2 separate regions of the Sus scrofa genome follow, and region 1 is linked to region 2. Evidence: chromatin contacts called from public Hi-C data. All regions are on one chromosome and are shown on one strand. Each heading gives the region's core, a stretch centred on a gene start, on an enhancer-like site or on the middle of the called end of the contact. The rest is flanking DNA. Distances are from core to core; before and after follow the strand shown. Region 1 has its middle 54 kb from the start of MEGF10. Region 2 overlaps MARCH3 (membrane associated ring-CH-type finger 3).

What was found. Hi-C and Micro-C count contacts between places; a contact is called where the count stands out from the background.
Region 1: a contact with region 2 is called in a Hi-C map of liver, with 6 times the contacts expected there. The contact joins two enhancer-like sites. A contact is called at or near these places in 1 of 47 Hi-C or Micro-C datasets (liver) and 1 of 2 datasets of contacts at active chromatin or transcription factors (skeletal muscle).

The regions. Positions count from the first base shown.
Region 1 is chr2:130,170,435-130,173,134 of Sscrofa11.1, forward strand. No RefSeq gene overlaps it. Among named protein-coding and RNA genes, the nearest start is that of MEGF10, 54 kb to the right of the region's middle. Within about 2 kb of position 1,322, at least 57 of the 83 cell types and tissues checked have an H3K27ac peak or open chromatin away from gene starts, as enhancers often do. A contact at or near this core is called in liver, where this site is marked.
Region 2 is chr2:129,908,602-129,911,301 of Sscrofa11.1, forward strand. The region is part of intron 3 of MARCH3 (membrane associated ring-CH-type finger 3); the gene reads right to left. Among named protein-coding and RNA genes, the nearest start is that of LMNB1, 100 kb to the left of the region's middle. Within about 2 kb of position 1,385, at least 4 of the 83 cell types and tissues checked have an H3K27ac peak or open chromatin away from gene starts, as enhancers often do. A contact at or near this core is called in liver, where this site is marked.

The DNA.
Region 1 (2,700 bases), core at 72-2,571, 260 kb after region 2:
GAGCTATAGCTGCCGGCCTACACCACAGCTATAGCAACACCAGATCCAAGCTGCGTCTGTGACCTACACCACAGCTCACAGCAATGCCAGATCATTAATCCATTGAATGAGGCCAGGGATCGAACCTGCAACCTCATGGTTCCTAGTCGGATTCATTTCCGCAGTGCCACGACGGGAACTCCCAGCTTTTCTTTCTCCTGGGCCTTAGCTGTGGTCACTTCCCTTATCCCTCTCAGGGAGTACCTGGATATGCTAAAGGACCTTGGTCGGGGTCTAATGTATTTGACATGGTGAGAAACGGGACCTTCCCCTTGCTCCCGTCAGGGATGCTGTCCCACCTGATAAGTTTGCTCCTGATATGTGATTTTATACAGGTCAATGACGTTTTGGGTAAAGCTCTCACCCCAGCAGTGGATTCTGGCCAAACTGTGTTATGCATGTCTGTCTGATTGGAACCGGCAGCTTAACCTTCATTTGGGCTTTGTTCTCACCTATAAAGAAGGGATTGTAGTATATGCCCTCCTTACATGAAGTCACATATACCAGGGTGTTTGTGCCTGAGTTTTGGAAAGCTGAAAGCCTCTCTGTGAGTGTAGGATGGTGTTGTGGCTTCCCTCACCCTTGCTCTAGTTCTGTGCCCGGCCCTGCCCGCAAAAACCAGCTGCTCCTGTTTCTAATGTGACCTGTGCTGGCACCTTGGGCGCTCACACGGTCATGCATTCAGCTGCCACACTGTCTGCCAGCAGCCACTTGGTCACTCACCTGTTACGCCCTCCCTGCTGGTGGGGCTGGGCGGCCCTCCAGCAGCCAGTCTTTCTGGAATTAGGCTCTGCCACATGGTCTGCTTATTGTCACACACCAGGACCTCATAAGAGTACAGTCACCTCTCCCAGCCAGGGTCATAGGCCCTCGGGGCCAGCACTGAGCTGGAAAGGAAGAAAGAGTTGGAGGCCGGCTGGCACATTCAGGGAGGTGCTGAGTGAGTCTGTGTGTGAACGTACTGACTTCAGGGTGAGGCTGAGATGAGCTCACATTTGAAGAATTTGAAGAATTGGGTGTAGGGAGAGGATGTAGAAAGAGGCTGAGGAAAGGTGAAGGGTGTGTTAGTGGATTTGAAAGCAGCTAATGCTGTGTGAGCGAGGAGGAAGCAATTCCAAGATATTCGCGATCTGTGAACTTCGTGTTGCTTGTTTCTTTTTAAGTCACTTCCCTCTCGGTTCCTGCAGCCTGTGTGCGTATTTCCCTCCATTGTGTCTTTTTCCCCTGCCTTTAGCTGGAAGGCTGGAAGGGGGATGGGAGGAAATGCACTGGACTGTGGGAGGGGAGAGAGGGTGGCACTGCCCTCTAGCTGCCACAGCAGAAACTGCAGACAGAACCCTGGTTTCTGTTTTGTCCGCAGAAACCCTAGAAAAACGACTTTTTAAAATCAATTACTTATTTATTTATTGCGTGACACTTGGGGAACTCGATTTTATATGTTTCTTCCTAAAAGGAAAAATGGGCAAATGAGATAAGGGAAAAATAGAGATTTAAATTAAAAAATGAAGGGGATTGTTCATCCGTGAATTTTGATGATGGTTACAATTTTAGTTTTTGGTAATGTAGAACATGATGTGGGCAGCAGATAAGACCATCATAGCCCTTCTAGTAGTGTGCTCATCTCATTCCCCAGGGGTCATACAGTCAGCAGAAGCAAAAAGGCATATTGGTGGGGTTTCAGGCTACGAATGCTCTCTCACCAGCCGCCTAAAGCCTCCCATCACATTTTTTTCTCACCCAGTTCTTAAAGTCCCATTCATCAGGGAGTTGGTCAGAGCTAAAAGGCAGGGACAGACAAATAAGCCAAAGTTAAACTGGCATGTTGAAACCCTAGTGTTGATAACTTGGAGTCCACAGGCTTGGAGCTGGCTGCAGTGCCCTCCCCCTTCCATGCTCCACTTCCAGATGGGAAGCCAGAGAGGTCAAGGGGAAAGGTCAAAGTGAAGTTCTGCTCTGGGAATCCCTGATGTTGGAATTTGTTTATCTTCAGAAAAGAGGGAAATCAGTGAGTCAGGACATTTACAGAGTGAAGTGGATGAAAGGAGGGAAGGAACAAGTGTTGAGTCTGTGAGGAAAGGAGGACGTGTAATTAACTAAGCATTATTATATTCTAGGGATCTTACGTAATTGTATTAGTTATTCCTCCCAGCAGTCCAGTGAGCAGGGCAGTGTTACGTTGCTATTTTGCAGATGAGGAGAATGAGGCACAGAGCATTTCTTTGCCAAAGTCATATGACTTTATGGAGCGTTGTGGGAGCTTTATGAAGCTCCCAGCCTCTGTTCCAAAGCTTGTGTTATTCTCCTAAGGGGAATCAAGAAAAACATATTACATCCTAATGATAAAATACTGCTATACTATTTTAGTGCTGAAGAAGTGTCTGAGGTCGTCTGCTCTACCTCTTTCAATACCTTCATTTCAAAGTTGAAGAGAGCAAATTGCCTAGGGTTGGGCAGGACAGGCTTGGCATGCCTTCCCGTCTCAGTAAAGGGTATTACCGTCTACTAAAGGCTTTTAGCCAGAAGTCCAGCAGCCGTCTTGGTGACCTCCTCCCACCCCCGCCACATCACACATGGGATCCATCTTTAAGTCCTGCAGGTTCCAACTCTAAAGTATTGAATTCTTCCCTTCTTCTCTCCGAAATTTAATCAGTAGTCTCCTCA
Region 2 (2,700 bases), core at 135-2,634:
TTCCCCACTCCCAACTGCCCTTCTCTAACTCTGGACTGGTCTCCCCTGCAAAGGCCTGAAGCACGCGTTTTCTCCTCACTGGTTACGAGTGGTACAAGGCTCCTGCCACCTGCCATTGCTGAGACCCTGATTGAGGACTGATGACTGAATGGGAGCCAGGACTGGTCAGCATCATCGCATGTGTTGTGTGGCTCAAAGTAGTGGTGCTAATTTGTATTATCGAAGCCCTTGTCCAGCAGTGGCTGTCTGGAAGGGCAAAGGGTCATTTTCTTTGATTTGCTATCACCAGCCCCAAATACGATATATGGTTTGCAACTAGGCAAGGGGAGGCTCTCCACTCATCTGTTCCTTTAATGAACAGAGGCTTCGAGATCACCTATCCTGTGCTGTGATTATGACCCAGCCATCCTGCTCCCTGGGTTGCGCTCACGGGTTGGAATGAAGAGGGCAGCTTGCCCACCTTCCTTCGAGGAGGTAGGTGGTCCTTGTGCCTAGGAAGCTTCTCAAATCAGTTTGTATCCCCTATGGTGTCATTTCCTAACTACTCCAATGCTGATGAAAAGGAATACTCTGAAACCAAAAGCTCGCCTTTTTTACTTAACAGAATTCATTAAAAATCAAAACTATGAGTTCCTGTCGTGACTCAGTGGTTAACTAATCCGACTAGCATCCATGAGGATGCAGGTTCAATCCCTGGCCTTGCTCAATGGGTTAAGGATCTGGTGTTGCTATGAGCAGCGGTGTAGGTCACAGATGTGGCTCGGATCCTGCGTTGCTGTGGCTGTGGTGTGGACCAGCAGCTACGGCTCCAATTGGACCCCTAGTCTGGAACCTCCTATATGTCGTGGGTGTGGCCCTAAAAAGACAAAAAAAAAAAGCAAAAGCAAACCAAACCCATTACAGCGAATTGAGCAACGTCCCCACCTAAGTCTGACAGAAACCTACTAGGAGGGTTTCAGTGAGATCCTAAATCTATTAAATAGCAAAGCGTCAAGGTACGAGGTCATTTCTTCATAGCAGTTCAACTCTGCTCGCTGTTGTGTAGCCAGAGATGATTCTACATCCAGGGCATACTTAAAACCATTTTCCTCCAGTGACTTAAAAAAAACCATAAATAAAAAGCTTTGGGGAAAAACAAAAGATGTAATCCTCGTCTCCCTCGCTTTCCATGGCATTAGTTTGAGGAGCTGGTATGCATGAAAACATTCTCAGTTTCAATTTAGATCAACCTCTGACTCACGGGGAACAGCTTTTAAATTGTTTTTACAGTTCTTATCAAACAGCTTGGGTCTGTGTAAAGGAAATAGGAATACGGAAACCTCATCACCCCGTCTGTGAAAAACCCCCGTGTCGCCCTGATTGGAGGAAGATCCGATCCTAGGAAGCCTTTCCTGAAGGTTTCCACCATTTCCTGGCTGTTCATTTTAATCACGACATTGTTGTGCTCGTCTATTACTTCATGAGTTTCCCGGGCAAGGGTGGGTGTTACTGATACACGTCTTAGGAAAGCCCACTGGCAGATACTCCCACCCCTGGAAACTGATGTTACAAGCATGCTATTTGCACATCGTAAGCTGAGCTTCCTTGGCAAAGCGCTCAATCAGATATGCAATCACGGCCACGGGCTGAAGTCAAGGCACACATTTTGGGAAACTGTGATATTTTTCCTAGTGTGCTGGATTTCACCCTTATAAAAGAATGGTATTCCAGTTCAACTTACGAGAGAAATGAGGAAATGTGAAAGTGAGCAAGAAGGAGACCATAAAACCACCCAGGCTGGTCATTCAATGATTCCTTTTTTGGTTAGTGGATGTCTATTTCCTGCGTTCCACCAGGTCAATGTTCTTGGGGGCGAATTCGTCTGACAAATTGCCCCTGAGAACGTTTTCCCATCATCAGCAAAAAGGATGCAGCCCTCACGAGAGAAAGGCTAGCTGTGCGGGTATGAAATGTATGTGGGTGACATCTGCGCTTCCATTTGCTGTGGACAGTTTCAACGCTTTCCTTTTAAGCCTTACCCAGGTAGGCACAGATCTTAGGGGATTCATATTAGCTGGACAATGGGGGAAATTCACCCACAACTGCATAAACCAGATGATCGCAATGGCGCTCTCTTGGGTTGAAATTAGCTCTTGTTATTCTGGCTTACTTAGCCCTACGAAAAGATTTAGGGTATAACATTGGCAATGAGAGGTGATGCCTGGTTTGGAGATGCTAATAAAAACCAGCTGATTGATTTGGCTCTTTTGAGTAGAAACTCACCCTTTTGCAGGGAGAGGGAGGAACTCCTTTATGTAGAGGTTCTGTGTTCCTGATTTTTTTTTTTTTTTTTTTTTTTTTTTTTGCCATTTCTTGGGCCGCTTCTTGTGGCATATGGAGGTTCCCAGGCTAGGGGTCCAATCGGAGCTGTAGCCACCGGCCTACGCCAGAGCCACAGCAACGCGGGATCCGAGCCGCGTCTGCAACCTACACCACAGCTCATGGCAACGCCGGATCGTTAACCCACTGAGCAAGGGCAGGGACCGAACCTGCAACCTCATGGTTCCTAGTTGGATTTGTTAACCACTGCGCTGCAAAGGGAACTTCTCTGTGTTTCTGATCTTTTAAAGATGAACGCCCGCCCAACTGCTGGCTGCAGAGAGGGCAAGAAAGGACAGGAAGGGGAAGTGTGTTCGGATCAGCAGTATTGAGGAAGATGAA